Linked DNA regions of Zea mays: region 2 is linked to region 1. A link is a contact called in public Hi-C data. All regions are on one chromosome and are shown on one strand. The core of a region is the stretch at or near the end of the contact, and the rest is flanking DNA. Distances in the headings are between cores, read along the strand shown.

Region 1 (5,674 bases), core at 976-3,475:
TATCAGAACACCATGTCGGCGGCCTGACCAATTAATTCTGCGCAAACTAACTCATTCAGAAAAAGAAGAAAGCTGGTTTATCACAGTTTCATTGTGGCACCAAGCCCTATAAATTCAGACAATGTGCTTCATGGATTCTATCACTGAAACTTATTAGAAAACTTTAGTATTATTCTTGGCAGCAACAGGTGAGTATAAACATATATGCTAACTACAGTTAATAAATACTGTTAGGCAAGTGTAGCAAACTGCAACACACGGAAGCTCCATGTTTTTGTTGGCCAATAATCATCTTTGTACTTCGCCCAACACTTGCTACCTGAAAATGCTCAGGTATCAAGGACAAGGGTACAAAGGTTCATGTATGAAATCAAGGAGCCAGAACACAAGATCACAAGAACTTGCAAGAAGCAAAATATCACATGAAGGAGCATGTGACCAAATAAAATCATATGGAGAACAATGGAGTTCAGAAAATGGTAGCAAAACTTACAGAGTGACTTACACGACTGAAATGAGAAGAAATTGATTAGGGATCTTCTAACTGTACTCCAGCATTAAACACCTGGATAAATTAATACCTCAAGCAAACATAATGTGGCAGATTCTTAGCCATATGTCCTGCAAACAAACATTATTCATATCATTGAGCTGAAGTAAATGGTACTGTTTAGGAAGGCTGATCCCAAATCTAGCACCAATGTCTATCAACCAAAAACACTAACCACTCTAGAAAAACTTTGACGATGGGCAACTACAGTAGCTATTTATAGCACAAACCGTGTATGGATCAAAGGGCACATGCCAAACAATATTACAACAGCGGCTCTACTTATGCCAAAAAACCGTGTGCCTAGTTACGATGACGATGGATCTTTAACATGGTACATGTATGCAAAACTCAAACATAGCTCACGATCACGCCGGTCACCCCAACCACCCCATCCTTTGAAACCAGCTTGATACCCCTCCTGCCTCTGAATGACGCGGACTGGCCAATCAGCTTTGATATTAGGGACCTTATCGGCATCCTCCAATTCCACAGCTCCTGAACCATTATCCACGCAGACATTGCTCGAACCCTGGCCTTGGTGCAGACCGCATTTGCCGAAATGCGCAGCGCTTCTCCTAGATCCCCTGAGACTGTAAACAGGAGCTCCGAACGACGGGTACACCGTCGCCCACATGGTTATATCCCAATTGTACTCGTCAAACGCGCAAAACTGCTTAGCCTTGGCATGGATCTTCCTCCACACTGTTCTATTGAAGGCATAGCCAATGTTACCCATCTTCTCGGCAACCAAGCTCTCCCAACCTTCGCCTCTCGACTTGACATCGGACGGGGCCAAATTGATAGCGTAGCACTGGGGGCACTTCTTCGGCTTCAAATCCACAAGCAGCTGAGCATTCCGGTACGCATTGGGGAAGATGTAGTGGTCCTCCTCGATGAAGAGGATGTGTCCATCGAAGTCCCTGGTCTCCTCCATCCCATCCCACACGGTGTTCATCATCCACCACCAGTGGTGCTTGAGGGACACGATTCTGGGAGCTCGGTGGTTGCCGTACTGGTCCGGGTCGCCCTGGCACCCCTTCTCCTTGGCCCTGTCCTTGCTCTGGCAGTCCCCGGGGCTGGCGCCGGGGAAGGCGTCAGGGAAGAGGTGCGGCGAGTAGGGCGCGAAGACCTGCTTCACCTGGCAGAAGCCGATGCCCTGCACGATCCTGTCCATCTCCGGGAAGTAGCCGTCGTGGCTGACGATGAGCAGCGCCTCGCCGATGCCCTCGACGCGGGAGAGGCTATCGACGACGAGGCGGAGGTAGCGGGGCCGGTTGTGCACGTAGAGCACGACCTTGAGGTGGCCCACGGGGAGGGTCGGGAAGCGGTCCCTGTTGCGGGGCGGCAACGCGTTGCGCGCGGAGAGGGAGAGCGACAGCTGGCTCTGCCGCGGCAGCCGCGGCGTGAAGGCCGGGTCGAGCAGGATCTTGCGTTGCGCCACGCTTTGGTTGGTGCTGGCAAGGGAGGAGGGGGAGGCGGTGGCGGTGGCAGAGCCGGCCCGGCGCGCGGGCGCGGGGAGGCCCGTGCGGCTGCGGAGGAGCTCGGTGACGGCGACGACGGCGAGGACGACGACGATGAGGAGCGGCGCAGCGCGCGAGCGGAGGCGGGCGCGGTGGTGGGGGTGGTAGGAGGAGGGGGAAGGCATGGCAAAGAACGATAGAAGCCCCTGACCTGCGGCCGCGGTGGGTGGTAGCCGGATCTCGCGCCGCCGGCGGAGGAGTTTGTTGGCTGCTGGTGCTGGAGGGAGGGTAGGCTCGTCCCGCGAGGAGACCGCGTCCGCGTCAGGAATTCACGACCAGACGGAGCTGCCGAGCTGGGGAAACCAAAGCAGCAGATTTTTCTTGGCGTGCAGGTGCAGCCAGCCGCCGCGACTGTTGCCTACTGCCCTGCTTTTTTTTTTTTGCAGTGGTACTCTGTTTACTGTTCCGCTTTAACGAGTTTCCATGTTTTCCGTTTTAACGACTTTTCTGTATGAGCAGATCACCGCAACTCAGATTTTGAACTTCTTTTTGGATAAGAGTTGGAACTATCCTCTCCCTTCCATTATCACTGATAACTGATGTTCTAAACTTCAAAATTTTATCCGAAAATAACCGACGATTTCAAGCGAAGACATGGATTCGTTGTAGTAGTAGGGATCATTGTAATTAACGAGGCACCTCTAAGAGTCTCGGTCATCTCAACTCATTATCTTTTCTCTTTATCAAAACTAGAGCATCTTGATCAAAACCTTATACTTGTCTCTTTCAGTACCCATCTATTTTTAATACAACTTTTTTCTATTAATGTGGACATCTCAAAAAAAAATATAGTGTCATCATCTTTCCTAATTGGTCGATATCGACGAACTTGATCACGTCACGAGCACACGTTGAGGGAAGAGCCTCGTGCTAGAGAGGGGAGCCATTGTGAAGGGATTTCAATGGAGGTCACGATAAGCTCCGACCTAGGTCGATGAGAGATGTAGGGTACGGGGTACCTCGTGTTCGAGGGCAAATGTGACGGTGGCGGCTGGGATTGTAAAGAATGTGGGTGCTACTTGAAATCGATGAGATGGTAAAGAATGTGGGTGCTACTTGAAATCGATCGAGGGATGAAGATGCGTGATTTAGGATTTTGGTGGCACAGTTGGGGAGGCGACACTAAAAGTGTGGGGAAAGTGAAAATAAGAGGTCGATAAATGGGCGTGGGAGCTAGATTATTGGCCTTCCTTGCTTAAAGTGAGGATAAGGGTCTAGTAGGTAGTGTCATTGGAGATGCTCTCATATCATCTTTATGAAGAGTTTTATAACACAATTATCAAGATTACTGCATCGACTTTTGTACTAGTAATGGTGACAATGTTTTATCTATACAAACTTTACGGAACTCTTTTCGAATACCCATTATGTTAACGTTTATTTGTCTTGGGAACTATCACACCCATCACCTGTAATATATCTATAAAAATCTATCCTAAAACATCATTAATTTGATACTATTGGCACCTTTATGGACCAAATACTAACGATCACTAGGTCACCCTCGTAGTGAGTTCGTTTAGGATGATTCCTAGGTTTTGCCCACGGAGGGTCGAGACCTTGGGGGAGCGAGAAAGTAAATAAGATGTAAGACAAATAACACTATTTCGAATGGATCTTGAAAGGAAAACCTTGGAACCGAGGGGATGATTATTTGATGTACCTAAGATGGTTATCCTAAAGGCGGGACACCACCTCTATAATTGTCGGCGTTTCGACCCCGGGGGGTCCCTGGACCGACGAGTAAATTGTCGCCGCGTGTCCCAGCCCAGATGGGTCGACGCGAGACGGAGCACGAAGGGGGGAAGAAACAGGCAAAGGGGAAACTCGCGGCCTTCGTGTTGCCCTGCGCCCAGATCGGGTGCGCTTGCAGTAGGGGGGTTACAATCGTCCGCGAGGGAGAGTGAGAGAGAGACCGTCCGCCAACCCGTTCTCCCGCGCGGCCAACCTTCTCGTACGAGAGCCTTGGACCTTCCTTTTATAGGCGTAAGGAGAGGGCCAAGGTGTACAATGGGGGGTGTAGCAGTGTGCTAACGTGTCTAGCAGAGAGGAGCTAGAGCCCTAAGTACATGTCGTCGTGGCAGCTGGAGAGGTTTTGGCGCCCTGTTCATGTGATGTCGTGGCCGTCGGAGGAGTGCTTGAGCCTTGTGGAAGTACAGCTGTCGGGGCTGTCGGATCCTTGCTGACGTCTCTTTGCTTCCGTAAGGGGCTGAGAGCCACCGTCGTCATGGCGCACGCGGGGCGCCATCATTACTTGTTTACCGGGGCGAGCCAGATGGGACACCGGTCTTGTTCCCCGTAGCCTGAGCTAGCTAGGGGTAGGGTAATGATGGCCTTCCCTGTGACGTGGCGGGTCTGAGCATGAGGTCGGGCGAGGCGGAGTTTGTCTTCCGATGTCGAGGCTGAGTCCGAGCCCTGGGGTCGGGCGAGGCGGAGACCGTCTTCCGAGGCCGAGGCTGAGTCCGAGCCCTGGGGTCGGGCGAGGCGGAGTCCGTCTTCCGAGGCTGAATCCGAGCCCTAGGGTCGGGCGAGGCGGAGTTCGTCTTCCGAGGCCGAGGCTGAGTCCGAGCCCTGGGGTCGGGCGAGGCGGAGTCCGTCTTACGGGGTCGAGGCTGAGTCCGAGCCCTAGGGTCGGGCGAGGCGGAGTCCGTCTTCCGGGGTCGAGGCTGAGCCCAAGCCCTGGGTCGGGAGAGGCAGAGCTTCCCATGGCACCCGAGGATGGACTTAGCTGCTGTCAGCCTCACTCTGTCGAGTGGCACAGCAGTCGGAGTGGGGCAGGCGGCGCTGTTTTCCTGTCAGGTCGGTCAGTGGAGCGGCGAAGTGACTGCGGTCACTTCGGCTCTGTCGACTGAGGAGCGTGCGTTAGGATAAGGTGTCAGTCGATCCTTGCATTAAATGCTTCTGCGATACGGTCGGTTGGCGTGGCGATCTGGCCAAGGTTGCTTCTACGCGAAGACTGGGCCTCGGGCGAGCCGAAGGTGTGTCCGTCGCTTGAGGGGGCCCTCGGGCGAGACGTGAATCCTCCGGGGTCGGCTGCTGATAGTCGCCTAGAGGGGGGGTGAATAGGGCGAAACTGAAATTTACAAATATAAACACAACTACAAGCCGGGTTAGCGTTAGAAATATAAACGAGTCCGCGAGAGAGGGCGCAAAACAAATCCCAAGCGAATAAGCAAGTGAGACACGGAGATTTGTTTTACCGAGGTTCGGTTCTTGCAGACCTACTCCCCGTTGAGGAGGCCACAAAGGCCGGGTCTCTTTCAACCCTTCCCTCTCTCAAACGGTCCCTCGGACCGAGTGAGCTTCTCTTCTCAAATCAAATCCGGGAACAAAACTTCCCCGCAAGGGCCACCACACAATTGGTGCCTCTTGCCTTGATTACAATGGAGTTGTGATCTCAAGAACAAGTGAGAAAGAAAAGAAGCAATCCAAGCGCAAGAGCTCAAATGAACACGGCAAATCACTCTCACTAGTCACTAGGGCTTTGTGTGGAATTGGAGAGGATTTGATCTCTTTAGTGTGTCTAGAATTGAATGCTAGAGCTCTTGTAGTAGTTGAGAAGTGGAAAACTTGGATGCAATGAATGGTGGGGTGGTTGGGG
Region 2 (6,533 bases), core at 2,249-4,748, 180 kb after region 1:
TATAGAAATTGTCCAAGGGCACATTTCCCTTTCACACCCATCTAACATAATTGAGCAACCATATTCCTTCCAAGCCTCTTCGTGCTTAGCTCTCAATGTCGATGTTCTCTTCACTGCCCTTTCAAGCCAAGGTACCCTAGCCTCATGATACGATAGGCCACGATATCCAGGATCGTACTGACCAATAGATTCCAACATAAGCTGCCAACTTCTTGAGTTTACGACATTCAATGGAATCTTGTTCTCATATAGAAAATCAACTACATGGTCGTCAACAATTTGTTGCGCTTGTGTCCCTTTCTTTGCGCAGTGCTTAAGGGTGGCCTGAGAAGTTTTGTTTTTATGCCTCTCTGCAACTACTTCTGGAGTCTTGCAAAGCATGGCACTCATTGATTTGCTTGCCTTCTGGGTACTTAGTTTTGGAGGAACGGATACAAGAAATGAGGACATGGCAGTTTGGGCAATTTTCTTCTTTGCTTGCTTGTTTTTTGTCCCAGAACTTGGTTCAGGACCTTCATCATTCCGCTCTTCTCCCTCTTCACCTTCAATATTATCAGTAATCACAAGTCTCATGTTCCTTTTCAGATACATGTGCATTTCCTTTGAAACCAATTCTGGTACTCTAGCACACTTCATGGTGTCACCAAACCCACTGGCAATATGCTGCTTGAACCTTTTGATTCCGGAAGGAACAATCTTCGAACAGAAAATACACTGAGCAAAATCTTTTTTGTTGTGTCTCGCCACCACCCAAACTTCCATCCTGGGTCCTGTTACCTTGCCTTTCTTTTTGGGTCAGTTGCTTGTGCACTAAGCTCAGGAGGGAGTGCTGCAATAGCCTTTTCAGCAAAACTTTTTGAGTCTGCGGCAGCTGATAATGCCGAAGCAGGGTCTGTGCTATCAACATTTGAGGTCACCGGAGGAACAGAATCACTTGCAGTTGCATTGCCATTGCCAACCACATTGGACCCGGGGAATAAGACCTCAACATCAGCACCTCTTCGTCCACCAGCAGCATGAAACTCTGAACATGTCAACAAATAGAGGTCAAGTCACTACTAGGCACTAGATATGTGCCATTGCTGGACTGATGGAAACTGGTAAGAATAAGATCATTGGTGCTGCTGGACTGCTGTGATAAACTGGTCGCTGCTATGAAGCTAAGAACTATTGAAGGCAATAGAATATAAAAGTATAGAACACTAGATGAGCAGGGCCAGGGCAGACTGCAAACAAATGGGTATTGTTGCACAGAATGCAAAACTGCAAACAAGGGGGAAGGAGGGGAGCAGGGATGACCTTCGGATGACGAGCTCATCTTGTGTGTCATCTCATCTTGTGCCTTGTAGATGAGCAGGGGGCAGGGATGACCTTCAAGCATGAGCTGCATGCCGACGCTGGTGGACGATGGAGAGCCCTGGAGGCTGGAGCAGCCGACGCCGACAGAGCCACAGAGGACAGAAAGTTTAGGAGAGACGAGAGGGGCGCAGGCACAGGGGAGGCTTTAGAGTTTAGGGGCGCAAACAGATTTATACAGATTTATGCAGCTACTTGACCAAAAAACGGTGAAGCCCAATAGCACATCTAGCCCGCTGCACACTGGTCGACCAGAGATGGCTAATCGAACGACTAATCAGACAATTTGGACGCCTAATCAATGATTAGGACGACCAGAAAAATAAATGACGTCGTCCCCCTGGTCGGACACTTACAGGCGACCAGCCCGACGAATCGCAATTAAATTTGTAAATAGAGGCGTTGGGGCATCCTCAGCGTTCACTGGAAATGCCAGTAAACACGTCCGAAACTATACAAACCAAAAAAAAGCAAAAACAATAAGTTAGTTGCAACGTTTAACATCCTTGAATTTCACAAGCAAAGAAAAAAAAGACAAGAATGAACAAAATAGCGCCAGCACCAGATCAACACCACGAGAACAGCGCACGACAATTACTCTGTAAAACGCAATTCAAAACCTGACAGTATAACACAAGGTTTCGACAAAATCATGTAGCTAAGCTAATAAAAAAGACGGGCATGTTAGCTTGGCTTTAATCCGTATCTACTGTTCTATTTCTTTTGTGTTTGTCTCTATAGATTGCATGCTTAATGAGAAGTTAACAGCCCCCACAGATGACATATACAGAGTAAAAGCGAGTGCAACCAAGAAGCCTGACATCATACACCGACCATACAGATTAGTAAAAATGATCATCTCATCATCGCAACTGGCAACGCGGAAAAGGTTTCTAAAACAATATAGTGATCGATCATTGATAATAGAAATAACAGGTAATCCTATCCTACATCCTGAGATGTAGTGGCCCTGACCCCTGAGCAACACACGCAACGGCACAGACTAATGAGACAACAGTTCATTGCCTGCCCCATTTTTTGCGTCCGTCAGCCACGATGCCCCTGAACCTGAAATTCTTCTCTTCCCTGTTTCCGGGCACTGATGCCAGATGTTGGAAGATTTCAACGTCCTCTCAACCATAGAAGAGGATCATCTAAATACCAATAGGTTACCAACTTACCATCATGTACATAACCACTAGGTTTATCCTTCCAAGAACCACACAGATCTACTACAACATATGACTGAGTCAAGCAATGAGCTCATTACCAAACACAGGCATTCACTATTCATATACACAGAGCTCGTTAACCATCTACAAGTCAAACAATGTTAAAACCAACAATGCATGCACCACTGCAGACAAAAACTTACATGGGGCACCTGCGCTGACAATTTATTCTATGAAGGTATATGAATGGCTTATGTATTCATTTCATTCCAGCGTAGTCAAAGAGAGACACCACAATCCATGCATCGGAACTGACCCAGTGATCAAATCTAGGACTCAATCACTGCAACACTACACATAAAGTAAGGTAACAGAGGTTCTTTAATTTAGCATCGCAATGCAGCATGGAATCCTGAGTACAGCATAGTAGCATCAATCCTCTTAGCGTCATCAAAATCTTAACAAAAGCTTTCTGGAACTGTTTGCTAGCTTACAGAAACACAAGAGACATCGATAAAACCAAAGGAAAGGTAGAGACCCTAGAATTCCGACGCAGGAGCCGGCCGATCCGCGCGCTCAGAAGCCGAGCTTGGTGCGGCGCCAGTGCCTGCGCTTGGCGTTGTACCTGAAACAGCACAGTACGCAGCCGCTGGGTCAGCAACAGCCGGATCCAGATCACACGAGCGGGAGTTTAGTGAGGTCGAGGCCGTCACCTGATGGTGTTGTCCGTGCGCATGCGGATCCAGTAGGGGATGGGGCGGTTCTGGCGCATCTTCTTCGCCAGCTTCTTCTTGATCCGGAAGGTCTTGTGCGACGGCTGCGCGAACAGAGGAGCAGACCGGCAACCATGTCAGAGAAACAATGGGACCAAGGCGGCACAGTGCAACACCATGGAAAAGGCGGCAGTTACCATCGCTGCGGCGGAGACGACGAAGCGGCGGCGGCGGCGGCGCGAAAACCCTAGAAGCCTGAAGGCATGAAATGGCGGATAGTGAGGATTATATAGTGGAAGCGAGAGGCGCGGTGTTTGGGTTGGGCATGCTTGCCTCATGGGCTGGACCCCCGTGGGCCGAAGCTGGCCTGTTCCTGGGCAACGTAATAGGCCTTGTATTGCATAGAGCCCATTAGTTTGATGTAAGGGCAAACATATCTTGTGCTTTGGATAGTAGAAGATATTCTTATGATAACAGGCGCGACAGGGACGGATCCAGCGGTGGGGCGGGCGGGGCTCGAGCCCCCCCTACCGCTTCGGATCCCATGGAGCCTCACTATAGCCTCCTATAATCTAAAATATATACAATATAGTGTAAAATAAGTTTTTATACTACAGCAATTTAGTCCAGTCCCTCCTAAAGTTTTTTCTGGCTCCGTCCCTCGGCGCGTATATGGTGATTTTCTATTGAGCACCGAATCTACCAGCCAACAAGTACGACGATCTGGCCTTATGGCTCAAACAATTCGCTCCTCAGTCCGTGTGTCAACCTGGATAGTATAGGATTAGATTAGGTCGGGCTGAAGTCCTTATTCTTCACGGGATTATTCTAATAACTCACGAGGAACTGTTGGGTTTTTTTTAGGAACGGGTCCAGACTCCCTACATATACAAAGGGGTACGATCGATTAAATCAACCAACAATCGATCTATAAAGTAGTTTTTTACTTTTTTTTTCTTATGCATTAGATCTAGAAGTTGTTGTAGCCATAGTTTAACTATAGTTGTAGTTTCTAATCTTAATCTTTATCTTGCTTCGGCTCTATGTCATTTTTAATCTTCACCGTCCCACACCTCATGCTGGAATGTCTGTTGTGACCGGAATATGAAAGTCATATCGGAAGCCATATGACCACCGATTTGACACCATCCCATACCCGTAAGAGACTAGAATATTGGATTTCCAAAAGTTTTCTAGTGAGTGTGGGTAAAATCACACACAATCGCACATGCCAATTTCTAGCATAACTAGAAGAATTGGACCATAGAGAAGCTTTCTGTTTTCGCATATTTTCTTTGCCCCTTAGTAGTAACGCTTTTGCATGGCATATTGTCTTGCCTCCCAACTATATTAGCTCTTGGGGTGATTTAGAACATAATATATATGAGCATTTTCTCTCTCTAGGAATATGAGTTAGAATTAGTTGACTTAGCATCACTTTGGCATGAAAGAGATGAACCAGTTAGTGATTATGTTTAGAGATTTCGAGATATTAGAAACCGATATTTTCAGATCCATGTTACAGATAAACAATAGGGCAGGCTTTTAATGGATTGTGCTCGTACTTAAAAGGAAAATTAGACGACGACTAGTTCTTCTCGCTAATTCAAGTGCATCTTACATGATCTTACATGAGGAAAGAAGAAGATGTGAAGTGGCCAGTGCAAAAGGCCTCACACATCTGGCTGAACCCTTGGTAGAGCCTTAGGAAGATTTGAGTAGTTTGATTTTTTGATCCCCTTATGGATCTATATTTGTATGCCTGTTTCTGGCCTCCGTAAGGAGGACTGTAAACCTTTTGTTTTGTTTTGTTTTTCTATTTCTATGCTTAATATATAATGGAGCGCAGTTCTCCTGTGCGTTCGAGAAAAAAAAGACTTGTGAATTTCGTAGTAAAGAACCATCTAAAACATCTCTTCATAACAAGCACATGGTAGGATGCGATTAAAGTACCTCAGATGATGAGTCTAATGATACATATGCCACTGAACTTGTTCAGCCAGCTAAGGTCAAAACCTCCAACATGATTATCGATTCAAAAGAATTAGCAAGAATAAGTTAGATTTACTTTTAGTTTTGTCAAGTGCGATAAAACAATCGGTGAACCATTAAAGATTGACAATGTTAAAATAACTCGTACCATTTAATCTCTAGATAAATTAAAGAGAGAGATGCTTATTGTAAGTGGCAGAAATTCTTTTTCTTGTGCCACTAACTATTACAGTGATTTCTGTCGACAGGTGCAATCCGATATAAATAAAAGTCTGTAGAGCTTTCAAGAGATGCAACGATATAAAATCTGATTCCTATATGTACTGGATTTCGTTTGCAATGCACTTCACAAAAGGTACATATGGACAAAATAGCTTAGAACTGTGAGAGTACTACGTAGCTGTGGTAGTAGGAGACAGATATTCACCACTCACCAGGCATCCTACCATTGGGTCGTCAAGCTAAGATCAGGATTTTAATTAACTTTTGGTGCACGATTCCATTCCCATCGATCGGTTTGTTGGCGCCAGCCCTTTCTGCCAATTTGGCAGTTAAATAACAACCGTCATGGCATAGATCCTCCGTGCTACAAAGGCTCCAAGTCGTAGCCGCAATTCCCGGGGCCGTCCAAGTCCAGATCTCTCTGTCTCGCCAGCATACGGCTACGCAACAACCAAAGCCGGTCACGCACGGCTCGACACTAAACAACAAGAAGGAAACAGAAACGTCCCTCTCAAGCACAGCCCCAGACATCTCTCTCTCTCCGACCCAATCCAGCCCCCAAAGAGAGCAAGCAAACCGCGTCGTGGAGACTGGAGACTGAAGACCCCCGGCCGGATGAGCTAGATGCATGCATCAGGCAGGCACAGAGAAAGCTGCACCTGATGATGCAGGGTGCCAGGATCCTACGGGACATGGTCGGCATCCTACACACGAACGTCGCCGTCACGGACATGCAGCTTATTATCCCGTGGCCGCCACATGGGGGTTCCGGACGCTGTCCCGCGCGCGCGCTCTCGCCGGTCGTCGTCGCCGCCGGAAGTCCAGCCGTTCGGACACCACAGAGCCGCTGGACGATGCCGACGACGACCACCACCACCACCAGGCGGGATGGAGCTCCTCCGTTGATGAACCGACCGGGATTCGGCGAATACGTACCGACATGCATGCCACACATGCGTACGTGGCAGCAGCGCTAGCGGCTTCGTCGTCCGCTGAGCATTTCGCAGGAGTGATCCCCATGATTGACATCTCGTTCGCGCGCGTTCTAATTAAGCTGCATGCATCATGCATGCTGCCC

Evidence for each region. Hi-C and Micro-C count contacts between places; a contact is called where the count stands out from the background.
Region 2: a Hi-C map of bundle sheath shows a contact between it and region 1, with 4 times the contacts expected there. The contact joins the promoter of LOC103654171 here to the promoter of LOC100381400 in region 1. A contact is called at or near these places in 5 of 25 Hi-C or Micro-C datasets (bundle sheath, ear and leaf).

What each region holds. Positions count from the first base shown.
Region 1 is chr4:178,693,163-178,698,836 of Zm-B73-REFERENCE-NAM-5.0, forward strand. It overlaps LOC100381400 (beta-12-N-acetylglucosaminyltransferase II), which reads right to left and starts at 2,226. Exons shown (of 1, transcript NM_001174241.2): 1 at 743-2,226. The coding sequence starts at 2,198. The coding sequence ends at 858.
Region 2 is chr4:178,869,331-178,875,863 of Zm-B73-REFERENCE-NAM-5.0, forward strand. LOC103654171 (60S ribosomal protein L39-like) reads right to left here and starts at 3,499. Exons shown (of 3, transcript NM_001377485.1): 1 at 3,439-3,499; 2 at 3,242-3,345; 3 at 2,887-3,153. The coding sequence starts at 3,441. The coding sequence ends at 3,105.